Linked DNA regions of Danio rerio: region 1 is linked to region 2. The links are chromatin contacts, called in public HiChIP or PLAC-seq maps. All regions are on one chromosome and are shown on one strand. Each heading gives the region's core, a stretch centred on a gene start, on an enhancer-like site or on the middle of the called end of the contact. The rest is flanking DNA. Distances are from core to core; before and after follow the strand shown.

The links. HiChIP or PLAC-seq counts read pairs in DNA pulled down with a chosen protein or histone mark.
Region 1: a contact with region 2 is called in an H3K4me3 HiChIP or PLAC-seq map of embryo, with 4 times the contacts expected there. The contact joins two enhancer-like sites. A contact is called at or near these places in 3 of 18 Hi-C or Micro-C datasets (caudal fin, embryo and hematopoietic stem cells) and 1 of 4 datasets of contacts at active chromatin or transcription factors (embryo).

The regions. Positions count from the first base shown.
Region 1 is chr5:68,385,487-68,391,462 of GRCz12tu, reverse strand. The region is part of intron 1 of abr (ABR activator of RhoGEF and GTPase); the gene reads right to left. Among named protein-coding and RNA genes, the nearest start is that of abr, 95 kb to the right of the region's middle. Within about 2 kb of position 2,257, at least 7 of the 62 cell types and tissues checked have an H3K27ac peak or open chromatin away from gene starts, as enhancers often do.
Region 2 is chr5:68,336,540-68,342,648 of GRCz12tu, reverse strand. All of the region lies in intron 1 of abr (ABR activator of RhoGEF and GTPase), which reads right to left. Among named protein-coding and RNA genes, the nearest start is that of abr, 46 kb to the right of the region's middle. Within about 2 kb of position 3,473, at least 3 of the 62 cell types and tissues checked have an H3K27ac peak or open chromatin away from gene starts, as enhancers often do.

The DNA of each region.
Region 1 (5,976 bases), core at 1,008-3,507, 50 kb before region 2:
TCAGATGAGCACATATTACCAATATGATCTACATCCATTCGTCCATCTACCCTTCCATCCATCATCTGACAAACTGAATCTAGCACTGAATCTCACTGTAAATATGTGCTTCAGGACATTATTTCCTCCCCCAAAAAATGATAATACCTTGCATGTTTCAGATGGTAAATCCACTAGAGGGCGCTGTCTACATTTTTGCAAGTTTAAATTACATTACTTAGGATACGTTTTGGCGTACGTTTTAGATATACATACTTCTTGTACATGCCCACTAGAAGCAGGTGCTTGTCGTACAGATCAGCTAACAAAACACTGACCTTAAAGGCTGGTTTATACCTCTGCGTCAAGTGATCAGCAAGACCCAATGCGCCTGCCTTGCACGTGGTTGTGCATTTATTCTTCTTTGTGCTGCTTGGTTTGCTCTACAATAACACTTTCAAAATGGGAGTAGGTTTTTATGTTCGGCTGTGTCGAATTTCTTTGTGGGTGTTTTAATTTTTCTGAAAGCTACCTGAATGTATAAGCAGCTAAAACTCGCTGATTCAGAGGCGAGAACCGGCGGATGTGCAACAACATTAACCATAAGGTAAACACAAAACAACAATTTAACAATTTTGATCTAGAGCTGCTTCACGGGACTCAACACTTGTAAACACTCGCTCCAACGGGCTTTTGCGGCTCTCGGATCTGCCCACACTGGTCACAGCTACCAAGCTGACCAATCACAGAGCTTGCGCTCGTCGTCGTTGCGACATGTACTTACATTTTTTGGAAGGTGCACATCAGCATTGGCATCAGCTACAGCATACACGTGCGCTTTACGCAGAACTATAAATCAGCCTAAACCCTTCCATAAACCCAACCATTAGTGTTTTCAAAAAACAAACATACAAGAAAAGTGCACTGTTATCACAGTTGTACATGGAACTGTGCTTCACCAGACTTGAACCAGAGCCCACTGCATCACAAGTACCACACCGTACAAGCTAAGCTACCGAGCAAACTGACCACAGCAGAAAAGTTGTTCATATAGAGATAGATAAGAGAGGCAAATGTATTAAATAACACATTATAGGCACAAAGTCATTTTCTAGTATTTATTTGGTGTCGTGCAAAGAATTGCACAAAAATAATCCTTTATTTGATGATAATATATCATTAATGTGCAAAAGAACAAAAGTTGTTGGGATCAAACTCCTCCATAGCTTAAATTTTAGCTCGAAACTGCATTCAAATGTACAGTAGACTGAAACATGTATTTCTAATAAGCCTATGTTGTTAACCTCACACGTAGGCAACATAGTAAAAAATGTAAACGACAGGTCTAAGGAAGAAATGGTGACATAAACAAATAAATAGCCATCCAAAATTCAGCACTATTTTGACGGTGGACTAAATGTGTTTGATGTGTGTTGTTCGGTGAACTCTTACCTTTCAAAATAAACCGTGATGTAAAGCAATAAACGCGTGTGTGTCTTGCTATTACGATGATATGTACTTCATATTTAATAAGCATTTTCTGTACAACTTACACAAATTTAGCAAATGCATTCCTTATAAGCTTCCCATTGAAAAGCATCTAGCAGCAATGGCTGCTTGAGGGTTGTAGCTTTAGACTGATGTATAGTTTGTTGAGATTACTTATGTTCTTTTTGATGTAATCTATTTGTAAACATATCAATGTTCTGACGCTGACTATTATCTCCTTTTTTGGTACATGACACCACAAAAATTATGCTGAAAATAATACGGAGTATAATTCCCTCATAAACTTGAAAATGGCCTACAAAGGGGAGCAAAAACCTCTTGTTAAAGTGTTTATGAGTTCAGCAGTATTCACAGGAGACGTGTCTTCATTAAAATGGAAAATGCAGTGTGTTTGTGTCAAGACACACACTCCCACATGGTCAAAGAATGGCACGTAAACAAAAGTCCTGCTTGACAAGCAAACCCCGGGGGGCGGGGCCAGCCCGTCTGTCACCATGGCATTCCCTAAAGATTGCTAACGTGACGGCCAATCATAACCAACAGACCAATTATAACTCAACCTGGTCACAACGGTGTTGCTTTCCATGTGAAAACACACAAACTGGATCAAATCAAAGGTGCAAAATTCAGACTAATGCAACAAGACGAAGCATCAGTTGCACAGATCTTCTAACTGGTTTGTCTATAAAGGGGCTTGTTGTAATAGAGCAGAGGAAATAACGACTCCGTTGAGCTGCTGAGCAGGAAATTGGTTGAATGTGGGTCAACAGGCTCTCACATCCGCTCTGCCTACAGCACATGAACACAGGGTCAAAACAACCTGCACTGGCCAGAGCCAATCTACTGCAGGTCATGCTCAATATTGTGCTATTCTTACTGCCATTGCACTTTCGTATATCAATAAGGTAATAGATCACATTTAGCTATCCTCATATATTTCTGGGAATTGAAAGCTAGACATGGAAGACGCAAAACGCTGGGTTCCACACAGTTCCTTAAGGGGATTGAATATAAAACAATTAAGTTGTCCAGTGTTTCAACTCATTTTGAATAAGTAGTTTGAACAAGTCATTGTTTCAGTGAACAAATATGCACAGAATAGGTGAAATATTAATTAATTCAACATGTAAAATAAAAAAAAACATAATTTAAACATTTTTAAAGCAAATCAACATATTTTAACATTTATTTGTTCAAAATGCCATTATTGTGATGACAATTAAGCAACGTACTGCCTTGTTTTTAACGCTATATCATTAATTTATGCTGATTTACAAAAAAAGCTAATTTATTGTACATTTTATTACAATAAAATAATACAGCAATAAACTTAATGTTGTTTAAAAACTGAATAAATTGTAATTGTAATTGTAACTGACAACAATGGAAAAATACCGTTGTATGATGCATTTTGAGTACACTACTAAAAAGATTCATCAAACTGAGTGTAGCTGAGCCTTGAACGTTATCAGTAAAGCTATTCCAGAGTTTAGGAGCCATAAATGAGAAGGCTTGACCTCCTTGAGTAGAAATTGCTGTTTTGGACACAACCAGAAGCCCTGAGTTTTGAGATCTTAAAGAGCAGGTTGGATTGTAGCAAGACAGAAGACTGGTTTGCTCTTCAGTGTTTGGACTTTCAGAAGTGAAAGTAAACCACACTGAACTGAACTTAAACTCTGTAAACTGGATTGACAAAGTTTCAATTTACTAGAAGTTCTATGTAAAGCTGCTTTGACACAAATCCACGTTGTAAAAGTGCTGTCTGAGCCTCGAACATTATCAGGAAGACTATTCCAGAGTTTAGGAGCCATAAATGAGAAGTTTCAACCTCCTTTAGTAGACTTTGCTATTCTGGGTACTACCAAAACCCCTGACTTTTGAGATCTTAAGGAGCCGGTTGAATTGTAGCAAGAGAGGAGATGGATTTGCTCTTATGTGTTTGTACTTTCAGAAGTGAAAAGTAAACCACACTGAACTGAACTTCAACTCTGTAAACTGGATTGACACAGTTTCAATTTACTAGAAGTTCTATGTAAAGCTGCTTTGACACAATCCATGTTGTAAAAGTTCTGTCTGAGCCTCAAACATAATCAGGAAGGCTATTTCAGAGTTTAGGAACCATAAATGAGAAGGCTCGACCTCCTTTAGTAGACTTTGCTATTCTAGGTACTACCAACAGCCCTGTGGTTTGAGATCTTAGAGCGGGCTCGATTGTAGCGAGACAGAACATGGATTTGCTCTTCATTGTTTGGACTTTTAGCAGTGACATTTAAACCACACTAAACTGGACTAAACTGAACTTCAGCTCTGCAAACTGGACTAACGCAGTTTCAATTTACTAGAACTTCTATGTTAAGCGGCTTTGACACAATCTACATTGTAAAAGCGCTATAGAAATAAACAAAAAATCAATTAAATGCAGTAATAATACAGGTTTAGTCTTTGTTGTTAACAATAATAAAAATAAGATTAATATGTTAGTTCACGTTAACTCCCAGTGCATACATAATGCAAATTCTGAACAATTCTATAAAATATGAATTTAACAGTTACATTGATCACTAGTCATAGTTAAAAGAAGTACTCTATGAATATGAGTAGACTATATGAGTAAACACCCCCCCCCCAAAAAAAAAAGCATAAAAACACACAGACATGAGCAAAAAAACTGTCATAATGAGTCTACAGTCTTCGTATGGAAATTTCCAGCTATTTTAAATATCATATCAAAACACAAACACAGACAAAGCCTGTCTGTGTGACCGAAGTAAAACTAAACACCAAAAACACACTGATGAAGCTTTAATCTGTACTTCCTCCTTTCAAAAAAACATTATACCCCTTATAAAGCAGTAAACACGCAGCACATAGTCCTGTTTGGCCTTGATGACTGGTTAAAGTGTTTAGACAGTGTAGATGGAAAGAGAAATCGATTGGTGCGTCGGCAAACCTGAAGTGCGGCTTTGGCAGAGAGATACACAGACACACACACATTAGGAGACACGCACTGCATTAGGAGATTTAAGCAGCTGATTTCTGGAGCATCCTAAATCCAAATAGGCATTTGAAGAGATTTACAAATGTCACACATAAAGTAGCGTGGGGGCTATCAGTGTAAGCATTTAAGCTAAACAACATGGGACATAGTGTCTCTTAATATTTCCATTAAATACCGTGAAAACAACCCTATATTTGACGATAATATGTCCATGAAAATATCATTAATGTGAAAAGGAAAACAAGTTGTTGCAGTAATACTGTTCTATCGCAAATGGACGCAAGCTACCAAAATTCAAACACCTAAACATCCCCTAAAATAAAAAAGCACAGCAATGAACATTCACAAAACTTAATCCGTCTTACCATGGGGTGAAATGATGGATCTCAGGACACATGCCACCTCAAAGAAGAAAGCCATGTGGGCTAAATTTTAGAGGCTAAGCAAACATTAGCAACCAGACCTCATCTTACCAAACCAACAATGAGCACACACACACATACAGGTGGCTGTAGCAAGCAGGAACTACTGAAAAGCATTTATTCAAATATATGGAAATAAAATCCAATGTAAACAGGAGGCAGAGCTGCGTGGTTTATAGAAACAGTTTACTGGCAGCACAAAAGCCTGGAGCTTTAAATAAAGCCTGCTCAAAAGATTTACACACAATACAAAACTTGACCAAGTAACAAAAAAGAAATTATGTTGGACAATACATATTCCTCTTCCATGGGAAACAGAGCAATATTTATGTCTGTTTAATGAAAAAATGAAACTCATTAAATTACAACAGCGCAGCCATTTTCTTAAATATACCTGCCAGAGATACCGGGAAAGATATCGTGGTTGTACCTAAAGACAGAACGTTTGAACCTAAATGCTTAAGTTAGAAAAATGCCAACACTGAAAAGAGACAGGGCGAGGCAGTAGCGCAGTAGGTAGTGCTGTTGCCTCACAGCAAGAAGGTCACTGGGTTGCTGGTTCGAACCTCGGCTTAGTTGGTGTTTCTGTGTGGAGTTTGCATGTTCTCCCTGCCTTCGCGTGGGTTTCCTCCACAATCCAAAGACATGCGGTACAGGTGAATTGGGTAGGCTAAATTGTCCATAGTGTATGAGTGTGTGTGTGTGAATGTGTGTGTGGATGTTTCCCAGAGATGGGTTGCAGCTGGAAGGGCATCCGCTGCGTAAAAAACTTGCTGGATAACTTTGGTTCATTCCGCTGTGGTGACCCCGGATTAATAAAGGCATTAGGCCGACAAGAAAATGAATGAATGAATGAATGAATGAATGAATGAAAAGAGACATGTACCGTTTACCATCTTACCACCTACTATTAGGGATGCAACGATTATAGATTTTGGTTGTACAATTCTAGTCTAAGATTTAATCACGGTTTCACGGTTATTACAATTATTTTGCATTCATTAATTTCAAAACACTACAAGTTCAGAAAATCACATGAAAACTCCTCATATTTTAAAGTGTTATTTA
Region 2 (6,109 bases), core at 2,224-4,723:
ATTTGGTGAGCTAAATTGGCCGTAGTGTATGTGTGTGATTAGGTGTGTATGGATGTTTCTTAGAGATGGGTTGCACCTGAAAGGGACTCCGCTGCGTAAAACATGTGCTGGATAAGTTGGAGGTTCATTCCGCTGTGGCGACCCCAGATTAATAAAGGGACTAAGCCGAATAGAAAATGAACGAATAACTAAAGGTGCCATCGAATGCATTGACACATTATGTTTAAACTGTTCTCTAATATCTACATAGAAGGTACATGACTTAGCTAAGTGCAATAATAATAATTATAATTATAATAATAATAATAATAACAATAATGATAAATAAATAATATTATTATTAATTAATAATAATAATAATAATAATAATAATAATAATAATAATAATAATAATAATAATAATAATAAATAATAAATAAATAAATAAATAAATAAATAAATAAATAATATTATTAATAATAATAATAATAATAATAATAATAATAATAATAATAATAATAATAATAATAATAATAATAATAAATAAATCTTCAGAAACTGTTTTACAAGCCTATTAAAACCAAAGAAATTGGCCCTAGAATGAAAAGATCTGATTATGCTCTTTGGAAGGGTCATAATATTAAAATCACAGTAGAGCTGAGTGATATGACACAATGCATAAGAGTCCATTGAACACTTATATTTGGCAGTCTATATGTGTTTGCTACATTACATCCATATGCTAAAAATTTCACAATAAACACGTTAAACTAACAAAATACACAGTTAAATAGACAGTATGCCTCATCGGGGAGTCTCTGAATACATTTAGAACCCTTTTATTCCACATTTTGCTTTCTGATGACAAGCTGTGATAAATTGGTTTCATTACCCAAGAGCTTTATAATGCCAGTCCTGTTTTTAAAATAAGAGTCCCTCATACATAGCAAATATAATAAGCAGTGTTAAACAGAGAAACTAACGGGAAAATGTAAATATGCTGAAAATATATGGAACTGAAAATATGCAATTAAAACATTGTGGCTAATTAAACGCTGCAATAGACGTATATATTAACCATGTTTAAATGTCGTTTGTGCATTATAACTGTAAAATTATTGCGAAGTCTAATAGTGTAAAATAAAGATATAAAATGTACATAGTTAGCACTACATCAATAAGAATTAATGATACTTTGACATCACCGCACACTTCAGATTCTCAACACATCTTCTGACCAATCAAATCTAGTATATGAAGCACCCTGCCCCATTAAGACTGGAATTGGACTTTAATTCGCACATGGTATTGGATCCATTTGAATTTTGCACTGAATGCTGTATTTTAAAGCAGCGAAGCGATTTGGCAGACTCTGCATTGCTATTATAGACTGTGGCTGTCATGATGTGCTATAGCTATACAAGTCTGACTAACAAAGCAATGATATAAACAAATTCCTATTGGCTATTTCTTTTAAAGGAGGCGCTACTTGATATGTCTTTATGTTTCAGTTGAAATTACATCTCACAACGAACAAAGCTGTGCATTTCAAGATACATCAGGGGACCTTTAATAACAAGAAGTAATCGTTTTATTTTAAATTCCACTGACAGGCATGAAATGGGCTGATAAACAAACCGACAAAGAGATGATCATATTGATGACTGACTTTATTATGCTTTCAGAAGAATTCCCTATTGGCATGTTCTGAAAACCCAATCAAATATGATTAAATTCGCCGGAGTTAATACACTCGCACTAACATTGATATTAGCCTCTATGGAAACATCACTGCATTTGAAATGTACATCCTTTATTAAGCAAGAAAGCCTTTTAATGTTTAATGACATCCATAAATTATTAATTGACTGTACTTTTTTTTCTTTTTAACAAGACTGTACCTTGAGAACACTGAACAAAAAGGGTTAAACAATAAAAACAGGAGTCAAATCAATCTAGAAAGGCTGTTATTGTTGCAGCAGCGCTTAATGAGGCTTGCGTTTTATGTTAATGAGTCAATGTGGTAATTTGTTAAAGACCTCATGACTGGCAGAGACAGAAGAGGGCTGCAATTTGGGTTTGTGTTTTTAAAGGGGCTCTTCATTGGTCATCAACAGCAGACAAAAGCTGAAAGCCTCTGGGTGAAGAGATGTTTTATCCTTGTGAGGTATTTTAGCTCTATAAATGTTTGCATATCAGCGCTGAAATGTCTCGCTGTTCTTTTGTTCTTTTAATTGCAACTCAATGTGTGCTTTTGATGGTATGACCAGAAATGTGCATTTGCACAGTAAATAAATGGAATAATTAACAATCATGCATGTGGATTAAGATTTTATCAAACAAATAAAACCCTCTGGGTTTAAATAAATCAAAAGTGTAAAACCATATCTATTGTCTATCAAATATTGTTAACAATTTTTTAATTATATAAAATATGTATTCAAATAATATAAAATACAATATAATAATAATAATAATAATATAAAAAAAAAATAAAAAATAAAAAAAAAAATATATATATATATATATATATATAATATATTAGATATTTATTTTTTTAGATAATATATACACTTTATATTATGTAATATAATGTTATATTATTATGTTTAATATATTTAATACACAAAAACATTTTTATATTATTTTTTATATTATATTTTTATTTATATATATTTTATATATATATATATATATATATAAATATATATATAATTTTATATTATATAAAATAATATTAAAAATATTATTATATATTACTTAATTATATTATATATTTGATATTCATTTTATATTTAATATTTATTACATATTAAATTATTTATATTTTATTATATATATATATATATATATATATATATATATATATATATATATATATATATATATATATATATATATATACACTTTATATTTAATATATATTTAATAAAGATTATTTTTTTTAAGTAAAAATATTTTATATTACAATTATTCTAAAACAATCCTGAAAGGAATACATTTATAATAATAAAATTTGTTTATTAATTTATAAACTTTCATATTTTGTTAAGCAATTTATTATTACATTTATTTTATAATACACATATGATTTATTAATGTTTCATATTACTTGTATTTATGTATTTTCATACACACATACACACACACACACACACCAAAAGACCAAAATGGGGGGGAACAGGGGTGAAACTGATAACATCTTGTGGGATGATCGCCTGTTATTCTGAATTACCAATTATACATCACATCATATAGACACACACACACACACACACACACACACACACACGCACACATCTCATATAATTTAGTGTGAAATTATGAAGTGGGGAGGGAGGTGTTTGTGGTGGATTAGTCCATTTCTGGTTAACTCCTCAATGGATTTTCCATAGTGAATGAAATCCTCTCTCTCTCTCTCTTTCTCTCTCTCTCTCTCTGCTACCCTCCACCCCTTCCAGTTTCTGCCAGTCTTTCCTCCATTTAACGTGGTTTTCTGAAAGCTCTTTATGTAACTCAACCTTACAGCCGGAGTAAACGAACGGCAGACTAAACAACCACAACAAGTGCATCTTCCCATTCCAGCATTACCCACAAACCCCTGCTGACCACTTCTGCGCACATGACTTCCATCCAAAGCCCTTCTGATTGCACACAGTCAACAACATTTGAATATTCTTAAGAACAGAGTGTACTTTGGGTCTCAAGCAAGCAAGTTTGATTTATTTTCACTAATTGTTCACCATTAATAAGTGAATGGAAATGATATATTGAGATAGATGCAGATGGAAAAAAAGGGAAGCTGGAATGATTAAGGAGAGAATGATGGCATTGAAGAAGGAAAATTATATAATATACAATATACAAACAGAGATGAAAGGTTGAGAGAAGAAAGGGAAAAGGACAGAAAGAAAATAAGGAATAAATTAAATAAGGGAAAAAAGAGAGAATATAAAAAAATAAAATGGGGAAATAAAAGGACAAATAAGTAGAAAGCAAGATGTGATAAAGCATAAAAAAGATACATATAAATATATAATAGTATTAAATATTAGTAAAAATTATTACATAGTGTTTGTGGGTATATATTATATATTTAATATTATATAATATTATAATATTATAACTTATATCATATTGTTTAGTAATTTATTATTACATTTATTATATATCATTTATTATTGTTTATTAGACTTTTATTTCTATATTTATAACTTTTATTTATATATTTTCAAATTAAATCTTTATTTTAACTGTTATAGCAATTTTGTCATGCTTTTCATTCATTCAATCAATCGTTCAATTCAATGTCTTCATATAGTAACTTCTAATCAGCTTTAATACACGTCAATTTCTGAAGTAGTTACGAAAAGCAACCCTTCGCAAAGTATAAGCAGGTTTTCATCTTATATTTATTAGATTTTTTAGCTTTATTTTTATTATAAAAACTATTTTGAAACATTTTAGCTTTAGATCTATAGACACAGATAGCAGAACTAGAAGACAGGATTGTCACGATACTGGATACCAATCAATACAAAAAATTTCTCGCTAACATTTGAGCGCTGTTGAGTACGTACTTAAACAGCACTGATTTACCTTTAATCACAAACACAGGGACACTGGAGCGTTTTAAAGCTGCAATTCATCAGGGGATCGCTCGTATGTCAGCTTATAAACAAACCAGCTAAACTTCAAAACGCTCCAGTGTTCCTGTATCTGTGGATACACTCAGTACTTATATAGCCAGTCTTATGTGTATAGTTTAAGTTTTTACTATATGTTAGTTATGCATTTTTTTTTAAATAGCTCTTATGTCCAGTGTTGTGTTTGTATTTATGATTAATTTATGTAGCACCGTTGTCCTTCAAGACACAACATTTCTTTTCTTCTGTTTGTCCACACAAGTAGCGGAATGACATTAAAGCTCGACTTGACTTGACTAAACAGCAGTGAGTTCAGTGAACTGACTTTCATGGCCAATCACAGTCATTTCTGTTGAGCATGTGAACACAATGAAAAATTAACATTGTTTAGGAACGCACTCAACAGCGCTCAAATGTTAGCGGGAAATGGATGTTTTTAAAATTTCACTACTGATTGGTACCGAATTCCAGTTTCATGACAATCTAGAAGACAGACAACTAGAAAAGGAGAGGTAAAAAGTAAAAATATATGACTGAACTTTTAGTTATGTATTTTCAGTCAAATTTTGAATCAAATTTTAAGTTATAGCAATTTTGTTATGTTTTACCTTAATTTCTTAAATCGTAAAATATTTTAATATATTTTTTTAATAAATACATTCGTTTCATCATTGTATTTTTTAAAAATATATTATATTATTTTAATACTTTAATACTAAAAAAAATATATATATATACATACATACATACATACATACATACATACATACATACATACATACATACATATCAAATAAACTGTATTTATTACATGTAAAAATTATTGTTTTTAACATTTCACTACTAATCGGTACCAAATTCAAGTATCGAGACAACCTAGAAAACAGACGACTAGAAAAGAAGAGGTGAAAAGTAATAAAAATAAAAAATAAATAAAAATAAATAAATAAATAGCCAATGCATGAAGGAGTTGCATATCCAATGATACTTCTTAAACACAGACGTATTAGATAAGAATACCATTGCACTATTTCACCTCAACACGCCACACAATTCCGTCATACAGACCCAACACAAATTGATTAAGTTAACATAACTGGTTTAACAAACTAAAGTGGATTGAATCATTAAGTTGTCCCAAAAAAAAACTTAAGAATTGTGTTGTGTCAACTAATTTCAAATAAGTAGTTTGAACAAGCAAAAATATGACATTCACTGTTTGTTATTTAAATTGAGCTGAAACAACATGATTGTTGATTTTTTGGGTGAAACAACTTGATTATTTTATGTTCAATCCACTCAAACATGTAAAAAACTAATAGGTTAACTTAATTCCTTCATGTTGTCCCAAATACAAATCAACTCAGCAGTTTTTTACAGTGTAATGACCCCTGACAGTCATCAAAATACAAACTGTCATTCAACAAACAACAAACACAAGATGCCTAAAAGCCTCCTCCAGCAGACGCTGATGATCACCATAT